Regions from separate parts of the Mus musculus genome. Here region 2 is linked to region 1. A link is a contact called in public HiChIP or PLAC-seq data. All regions are on one chromosome and are shown on one strand. Each heading gives the region's core, a stretch centred on a gene start, on an enhancer-like site or on the middle of the called end of the contact. The rest is flanking DNA. Distances are from core to core; before and after follow the strand shown.

The links. HiChIP or PLAC-seq counts read pairs in DNA pulled down with a chosen protein or histone mark.
Region 2: a contact with region 1 is called in an H3K27ac HiChIP or PLAC-seq map of embryonic stem cells, with 5 read pairs. The contact joins the promoter of Lmf2 here to the enhancer-like site in region 1. A contact is called at or near these places in 1 of 15 datasets of contacts at CTCF or cohesin (the NIH/3T3 cell line), 1 of 484 Hi-C or Micro-C datasets (embryonic stem cells), 3 of 115 datasets of contacts at active chromatin or transcription factors (bone marrow-derived macrophages, embryonic stem cells and pancreatic cancer cells) and 1 of 9 other capture datasets (liver).

Annotation. Positions count from the first base shown.
Region 1 is chr15:88,904,443-88,908,991 of GRCm38.p6, reverse strand. It overlaps a transcript of Ttll8 not described here. Among named protein-coding and RNA genes, the nearest start is that of Gm38643, 21 kb to the right of the region's middle. Within about 2 kb of position 2,446, at least 2 of the 459 cell types and tissues checked have an H3K27ac peak or open chromatin away from gene starts, as enhancers often do. A contact at or near this core is called in embryonic stem cells, where this site is marked.
Region 2 is chr15:89,352,882-89,357,712 of GRCm38.p6, reverse strand. Lmf2 (lipase maturation factor 2) reads left to right here and starts at 2,054. Exons shown (of 14, transcript NM_178919.4): 1 at 2,054-2,357; 2 at 2,896-3,149; 3 at 3,258-3,286; 4 at 3,416-3,630; 5 at 3,706-3,884; 6 at 4,115-4,256; 7 at 4,369-4,503; 8 at 4,574-4,679; 9 at 4,758-4,831. The coding sequence starts at 2,264. It overlaps Ncaph2 (non-SMC condensin II complex, subunit H2), which reads right to left and starts at 1,994. Exons shown (of 20, transcript NM_001115132.2): 1 at 1,770-1,994. The coding sequence starts at 1,877.

The sequences.
Region 1 (4,549 bases), core at 1,197-3,696:
TGTTTGCATAATGTAATAAAAAGCTGCAAATGGTGAACTCCACCTCCTCCTAACCTCCTGTTCTTCCTCCTCTTCTCCTCATGCTTGAATGTGTGTGTGTGTGTGTGTGTGTGTGCGTGCGTGCGTGCGTGATTGTGCACGCGTGCGCATGCATCCATGCAGCTGAGGATTGAAGAATTGAATGGACACTCTTTTAAAGTTTTTATTACATCTTTATTTGGGAGAAAGGGTATGTGTGCCCTGACATGAGAGTGTGGAAGTCAGAGGGCAACCTTCAGGAATCTTTCTTTCTCTCCGACATGTGTATTCTGGGAACCCAAGACAGGTTATCTGGCTTAGCAGTGAGTTTTTGTGGATACTAGAAATGCTAGCTTGCGGAAATGACCAAACCAAACAAATCAAAACAAGCAGACAAAAACAAAACGACTGTTTTCTATAGTGCTTAAAACAACGTACACTTCTCACCAAAAATGCATCCATAGAAAGGTGGTGTTGAACACCTTTGATCCCAGCAACAGAAGCGGGAGGGTCTCTGTGACTTCGAGGTTAGCCTGTTCTGCATAGCAAGTTCCAGGACAGCTAAAGCTACACAGTGAAACCCTGTCTCAAAAAAAAATGTATAGGGAAGCTATGGACTCACTGAATTACCAGCAATCTATTGCTTATCACACAGGTTTAAGATAGTGTGCAGCTGTGATTTAGCTTTGCTGACCTCACACCTCTTCCTTTTCTGTACAATGTCAGTTCAGAGATGCTTTGCATGTGTTTCTATGGGGTGGTTCGTACTTATAGTGTACACTGTGGACGTTTTCTCCCAGTTTGTCCTCCTGATTCTTCTGAGTGTTAGGATTACAACCTGTTGCTACCCTGTCCTATTCGATACAGAGGCCTTTTGAACGCTAGACAATCAAGCTACCAATGGAGCTACCTAAAGGCCCCTGAACAATGTCTGATGGTAAACAAAGGTTGTTAATTTTTTTGGGGGGGGGTTGTGTTTTTTCGAGACAGGGTTTCTCTGTGTAGCCCTGGCTATCCTGGAACTCACTCTGTAGACCAGGCTGGCCTCGAACTCAGAGACTCACCTGCCTCTGCCTCCCCAGTGCTGGGATCAAGGTTATGCTCCACGATCACCGTGGAGGTTGTTCAACTTTATAGGACACATCAACGGCCTTTTCTACTGATGCTATTATTATTTTTTAAAAAATCTTTTTTTGTGTGTCCCAGAATTTAAAATAGTTCTCTCTTGTAGCAACTATAAGCGTCCTCTGAAGGGGCTTACGGAGATTGGCTCAGGGACTAAGAGCGCTTGCAGCCCTTGCAGAAGATTCAAGTTCAGGTCCTAGCACCCATATCACTGGGGGGGGCTCATGGCCATCTGTAACTCTAGCACCAGGGGATCTGACACCCTCTCCTGGCCTTCACAGTCACCTGTACTCACATGCATATACTCACACGGAGACACACAGATGCATAGATAACTAAACATAGATGATAGATAGATAGATAGATAGATAGATAGATAGATAGATACATAGATACATAGATAGATACATAGATAGATACATAGATAGATACATAGATAGATACATAGATAGGTATGACATACACCATTTTAAAAGAAGAGTGTGTCCTGGTCCATCTGGAGGTGATTTTTGTATACAGTGTGTAGTAAGGATCACTTCTTGTGCTTGTGTCCCCCTCTGGGGTGACGACCCACCTTCAGTCTGTTCCACCTTGTATGCTCCTGCCCTAGGGCTATGCTGTCTGAATTGACTCAGCATTATGTCTGGTAAGGAGAGGTCTTGGTTCTTTCTTGCTCTCTTCTTTATAACCACCATACCGGCTTACAACGTTTCCCAGGAAGCCATATTGAAATGCCAATTGAGATTATGCCAAATGGGTCGATCCATTTCTGAGATGTTTGTTCTGTTCATGAGCATTATATGCTTCTCCACTTGAGTTCTTTTTGTTCTTATTTATTTTTGAAGACAGACTCTTTCTATGTAACCCTGGCTGTCCTGGATCTGGCTATGTAGACCAGGCTGGCCTTGAACTCACAGAGATCCACCTGACTTTGCCTCCAGAGTGCTGGGATTAAGGGCACGTGCCCTCTCTCCTGGCCCCAGACTGTATTTTTTTTAAACAGCTTTTGCATCCACACAGTTATCATCATGAATGACATAATTTAGTGTTTGTGTATGTTAAAGCAATTAACAATAGTCTAGAAACAAACCAAGTTTGGTTTGATGTTGTCTAGATATGTGGCTGGATTTGCCTTGGTGGCTGCAGCTGTATGTTTGGTCTTAACTACAACTGTTTTGCTTGTATCCCTGTTAGCTGTTTCTAGTCCAGGTGTTTGCAACTAGAACTGCTGTGCGCTCTTCTCTAGCAATAGGAATAGCCTTGATGGGCCTTGCTCATCGCCAGGTACCGCTCTTTGTGTGCCCCATTTGGTCACATGTGCCTCACAAGGGAGGTTTAATCTCTATTTAGCTCTTCTATTCAAAGTGCTGGTAGAGTCACCTTGTCGCTCCAATTTGCATGTCTCTGATGCTAATGAAGTTGAATATTCTGTAGCTCATTTGAATGTACCTTGGGAAAGTGCTCCTTTTGTATAATTTTTGAAATTTTATTAATTTTATTTTTATGAGTATGGGTATTTTGCCTGCATGAATATCTCCACGGTCCCTGCAGAGGCAGAAAGAGGGTTAGAATTACTGAGCTGTAAACCACCATGTGGCTTCTGGGAATTGAATAGGCTCTCTAGAAGAGCAGCCAGTGCTCTTAAAGCTTGGAGCTATCTCTCCAGTTCACTCCCACCTTTTTGTTTTTCTGTTTTGTTTTGTTTTGTTTTGTTTTGTTTTGTTTTGCTTTGCTTTGCTTTGAGAGAGGGTCTTACTTTGTAGTTCTGGCTAACCTGGATGTTGCTAAGTAGACCAGCTAGCCTTGACTTCCCTAAAATCTGCTTGCCTCTGTCTCCCAAATGCCTGGATTAAAGCTATAGACCACCACACCTGTCTGTAAAGTACTTGTTTGTCTGGACACATTTTCTGCTAACCTCTTCTTGTTGATTCGTAAGAGTTCTTTACATATTCTAGACACAAGTTGTTTGATAGATGCATCTCCTATGATTTGCCTTATGCTGTTTTAATGTTCTGGGTCCCTCCCTTTCTTTTGTGTGTAGAGTATATATTTGTGTGTGTGTATGTGTGTGTGTGTGTGTGTGTGTGTGTGTTTTCTATGTGTATGTGTATGCACATATGTATAAACTTATATGGATGTAGAGGCCATAGGTTGACCTTGGATGTCTTCCTCTAGCACTATCTTATTTTTTGAGACCAAGTATCTCACTGATTGATTCACTGCTGGCCAAGGAGCTCTAGAGAGCTGTCTCTCTCTCTAACCCACTCTGAACCCCACTTTAAGGTTGTAGGCACGTGCTGCCATGTCTGGCTTTTGACCCAGTTTGGAGACTGAGGGGTGAAGACGTTGTTCTTGGGAATCTGAACTCAGGTCCTCACCAGACACTTTACCAAAAGAGCCATCTCCCTGCCTTAATGTTTCAATGCACAGAAATTATTCGTTTCAATACATTTCCATATCTGCTTTCCTTATAATTGGCAGTTTTTCACTTTGGGAATTGTTCATATAATCCAAAGTTGTGAAATCCTTCTGTCTCCTCTAAAACATTATATTGTTTCTCTGTTCATGCTTAGCTCTGTATTCCACCTATCTTCCAGTATCTGAGTGTAGAATGTCATACGTGGGAGCAAACATCCATTACCTTTTCTATAGAGATATTCAAATTCAACTAAGCCAGGGACGTGGCTGTAATGTGTGCCATACACACACACACACAGACACACACACACACACACACACACACACACACACACACACATACACATACACATATATATATGTGTGTATATATATGTGTGTGTATGTGTGTGTATATATATATATATATGTATGTATATATATGTGTGTGTGTATATACACATATATACACACATATACACACAAATATGTGTGTGTATATATATATATATATATATATGTATATGTATATATACACACACACACATATATACACAGTTCTCCGTGCTGCAGTAAAGCTGGTAGCTGTGTGTGTAGCTGTGTGTGTAGGGTTATGCCTCTGTAATGGAAGTCTGCTCTTCCATCTATTTCACTAGCCAGGTTTCTTTGGTGATAATGCTCCACAAAGACCCACGCCAAGACAGTGGCTTCCAAACGGTCATTTCTCACAGGCCAGCTGGACCTCCTCTGGTCCTCTTGGGGAAGACTGCGCTGGGTTTCAGGTGCAGGTTACTCTTGTCTGACTCTCCCTCCTGGAAGCCACCAGTGGACGTTACCACTTCCACCATTTTTCCACACTGGCACCGCCTCTGCAGGAAAAGGAGAGGAACCCATCCCCTCCACATCTCTGAGACTCTGGAGGTCACTGCAGTCACAGCTACAAAATCAGCCTCCTCCTTCAGTCACCCACTGGCAGCTTCCGTGTGAGGGGCTGAATGTGAGAGGGACA
Region 2 (4,831 bases), core at 805-3,304, 450 kb before region 1:
TTTTTTTTTTTTTTTTGGTTCTGAGAACTGAACCCAGGTCCTCTACGAGAGCAGCAAGTGCTCTTATCCAGTCATCTCTCTAGCCCTGATTTAAATTTTCTAAAAACAAAAAATGATGTAGGTGTTTTGCCTGTATCCATATCTGTGTACCACCTGTATGTTTGGTGCCAGTGGAGGCCTGATGAAGGCACTGGATCCCCAGGAACTGGGATTACAGACAGCTGCGATCTGTCCTGTGGGTGCTTAGAACTGAACCTGGGTCCTCTGAAAGAATAGTCAGTGCTCTGAATTGATGAGGCAGCTTTCCAGGTCCCTGCGCCCCCATCCCTGTCTCCAGTTTTAATTCTTCAGACTGGATGGTGTCCAATCTAAGAGCCTGGATGAGAAGGTTTTAAATATCTAGGTTTAATACACCTAGACCAGATATAGTGGGGAAGGAAGTATATTCTTGCAATATAACTGACACAATTCATTGGTAAACTTGGTGTGAGACATGAGGCCTTATCACATCTCTTAATTTTCACCTTTAGTTAAACAGTGAAACACTACCAAAATAGAGGACTAGAATTTGAACCACAACCCAAAAGCTCCACTTTAAATAACATCCAAGAGCTCGAGTAACATCCCAGCACATGCCAAGGGAGTGGCTAGAACAAACAAATCTGGGACAGCTCACAAGGAAGATCGGTATGGGTGTATCCCACCACATGGAGTTGAAAACTTGTATTTAAAAAAAAAAAAAATCACACAAGTAAGATTTTCTATTTTTAAGGGAAAGAAGACTCCACCCCAAGAAGCTCGACACTTAAGAAAGAAAACAGAAGCAGTCAAATAGAAATCCTAAGAGCACTGTTTCAAAAAGGAAGCTGTCAGACCGAGAAATCTCCCCAACAGGGCACTTCGAGCGTCTCTTTTATTTTTAAATACGAAGACCACTACAGTTCGAGTTGAGACCTGTAACTATTCAGTAGTGGGATCCGATTGTGTTGAGCCAAAGTGTGAACGTGCAGAAACGGAGCAGACAGTGACTGAATAGACCTGAACTTAAAAAAAAACAAAACGGAGGAATGGAATGCTGATAGGCTAGATTACGGCGAGGGGCTGGGCCACCAACAGGATGGGGGAGGGGGCGGATCCTTCTGGACAAAACTGGTTCAAATTAAGAGCCTGGGGTATGGGTGCGTCGCACTGCGGGAAGATCGTGTGGGCGGGGCTTGAGGTCTAAGATACAAAATCCCTTTTCCTTCGGGAACCAGATCTCTCTCCATTACTGTAAGAGTCCTGGTATGGTAGGGTTGATTGGTAGTTGCAAATAATCGGGAGACTGGGACAGAAGACTTCGGGTTTAAGACCTGCCTTGGCGCCTGGCTCAAGAAGAAAAACAGGTTCCAAAAAAAAGCTCGGTGGTAGAGTGCCTGCCAAACCTGTCCAAAGCCCCAGGTTAAATCCGCCCCCAAAAGGGGAAAACAAAAAGTTTGCTTCTTAATGTATTGTATTCCCCCAAAGAAAACGGAAATAATGTACTTGTTGGAGAAAAATGATTATCATCCAACCAAATCGACTTCACAGCTCGCTAACCGACAGAGGCCTGAAAAGGACAGCTCCGGGAGAATCTAGCTGAAAGTTTCGAGAGGCAGGCTGGATTTTGAAGGGGGGTGAGGAAAGAAACAAGACTGCGGATGACACACCAGACGGCTACAGACCCGGAGGCGGGGGGTGGCAATGCAGCCTGAGCGCCCAGGCCGATGCCATTCCCCCGCCGCCCTCACCTCCTCCAGATACTCGCCCAGCTGTGCCGCCACGTCCACCTCCCAGTTCTTAGTGAGATCCCGGATGGGCTGCAAGAGGTGAGCAAAGCGCACCTCCACATCCTCCATGTCTAGAACGGGACTAGAAGCCCGGAACCATGGCTCAACCCGCTACTGGTTCTGGCGCCATTTTGGTGCTCCCGCCCCGGAAGTACGTAGCCAGGGCACTGCGCGCACACGTATGACGTCAGGCGGGCCCAGTTTCGAAGAAGTAAAGAAGCGGGCCCGACGGGGGCGGGGCCTACACCGGGGGCGGGGCTCCGTGTCTAGGGGGGGGGCCTGGAGGAGCGGAGGAGACTAAGTTTCTAGGTGGTTAGCGGTGAGTTCTTTGGCACTGGGTGGAGCTCAGTGACCCGACCGGACTGACGGATTCCGGCTGCGGCGTGGGCCAGAGGCCGGGCTGGGGGCAGCTAGGAGACTAGAGGGCACTACTTCGGCAAGACCGCGTAGCGGACATGGCGAGCTCCCGGGTCCCACAGCAGCTTTTCCTACAGGGTGTGGCCGCTGTCTACTTGTTCGCCTTTGCGTCCCTCTACACCCAGATCCCAGGTGAGGGCGCGGAGGGGTTGAATCGTCACACGTGGACGTGGTAGCATCCCTTCCTTCACTGCCCTCTGAGGCGGGTGTAAAGTCCAGGCCTCTCTCTGCGCGGGATTAAGGGGTGGTAGTTTGCGGGCAACAAAAGTGGAGGAAAAAGAAGCACAAGGGTCGATTTCCCTTAACTATTAGTAGTCTCATCTAGGCTTAGGGAAAAACCCCGAGGGGAGTGGGTGGCAGATTTCTACCTGGACTCTGTGGGCAGGTAAGAGAGGGATGCGCTCTAATTGACAGAAGGTGCTGACCCAGAATCAGGTCTTCTGAACCTGGTGTTGGGGGTCAACAATTTCCAACGTGAGAGAGAGAGACCATCTGGTAGACAGAGCAAGCCCTGCCTGGGATGGGAACATCTGCAAGCACAACCTGGAGTTGGGGGTTTGGGACATCTGCATGCCAGGAGCTGGTGGTGGAGCATCTCCGGGGCCTAAGTTCATGTGCATGTTAGACTGGGAAGATGTCTAAGACTTGGCCCTGACATACCCTCCCACAGGCCTCTATGGCCCAGAGGGCATCCTTCCTGCTCGAAGAACACTGCGGCCCCAAGGCAAGGGCCTGTGGCAGCAGCTGTGGGAAACACCAACGCTGCTGTGGGAGGCACCAAGACTGGGGCTGGATACTGCCCAAGGTCTGGATTTACTGACCTTATTGGGCACCGTGCTAGCCCTGGGCGCCCTGCTCCTGAACTCTCTGAGACACCCCTTCGTCTACCTGCTGCTCTGGGTTGCATACCGATCAGCCTACCAGGCAAGTGAGACACTTAAAACTTCAGCCTTCATCTAACCCACCCTCTCTCTCTGCCTCACCTGATGCAGCAGACACACAGTGGCTCCCTGACCACTTCTCTCCCTACAGGTGGGCCAAGTGTTCCTTTATTTCCAGTGGTGAGTGATTCCGGGGGCCCAATCTGCCTGAGGCCACTGGGCAGGGTTGTTTGCCTCTCCTGGGAGGACCCTGGGAGGTTCCTATTAAGCAACCTAAATAGGAAATTTAGGATATTTCCCTCCCTATAGGGATTCCCTGCTGCTGGAGACTGGCTTCCTAGCTATACTGGTAGCCCCGCTGAGGGGGCCTTCCAAACACAAGATTCTCCAGGGTAGATTAGCAGGAGCCTTACCCCATGAAGACCTCCCATTCTGGCTCGTGCGCTGGCTGCTGTTTCGACTCATGTTCGCCTCTGGTGTGGTCAAGTTGACCAGCCGCTGCCCTACGTGGTGGGGACTCACTGGTGAGGGCCCGGGGCCTGAAGCTGGGATGGTCTAGAGGCTCTTAACCAGCCCTGACCTCCACTCGCTTCCTGCAGCTCTGACCTACCACTATGAGACTCAGTGCCTGCCCACACCCGCTGCCTGGTTTGCTCACCATCTGCCGGTCTGGCTACACAAGCTCAGCGTGGTAGCCACCTTCCTCATCGAGATCGCAGTGCCACCCCTGTTCTTTGCTCCTATTCGCCGCCTACGACTTACTGCCTTCTACGCTCAGGTAGGTAGAAGAGAGTGTGGCCTTTACCACTGGCTGGTGAGGCTTGCTGGGGCGGGAGTGGTCGGGTGATGGGTGCTGTGGGGGGAAGCATCGCAGGCAGAAGGATGTGTTAGCCAGTCTAGGTGTATACTGTCACGTGAGGCTGTGGCCTTTGGGAAAGTGTCGTCTTTAGGTCTGCGGGAGCCCAAGAGCATCCTCTCCATAGCTCTGACTGCATGTCTTCCTCTCAGGCATTATTGCAAGTCCTGATTATCATCACTGGCAACTACAATTTCTTCAACCTGCTAACCCTGGTGCTCACCACTGCCCTCCTGGATGACCGTCACCTGTCTGCTGAGCCTGGCCTCAGATGCCACAAGAAGATGCCCACCTGTGAGTGTCAGTCATCCCATCACGACAACCAAACCCATGTCATCCGCCAAAGAGCCCCTGTCCCTTGGCTGCAGACCCTTAGCCAATCTGTGACTGTCTGTCCAACCCATAGCCTGGCCTAAAGCCCTGCTGACCGCGCTGTCCTTACTGCTGGAACTGACTGTCTATGGGCTGCTGGCCTACGGCACTGTCTACTACTTTGGCCTGGAGGTTGACTGGCAACAGCACATCATCCTCTCGAAAACCAGTAAGTGCCAACATGGGGACCTAAGGGAAAGGGCTGGCTCAGTCCCTGATCACACTCTCCTCCCTGGCAGCCTTCACCTTCCATCAGTTCTCCCAGTGGCTGAAGACGGTAACCCTGCCAACTGTGTGGCTAGGGACAGCCTCCCTGGCCTGGGAGTTGCTTGTTGTCCTCTGGAGGTATGTATGTACCCGAAGACCGCGGGCAGAAGCCGCTTTCAGATCAGGTCTGACCACACCCGTCCCTCTCGTCCCCAGGTGGATCCAGGTACAAGGATGGTCACGGAAGTTCTCTGCGGGTATCCAGCTCTCCGTCCTGGGCACGGCAACAG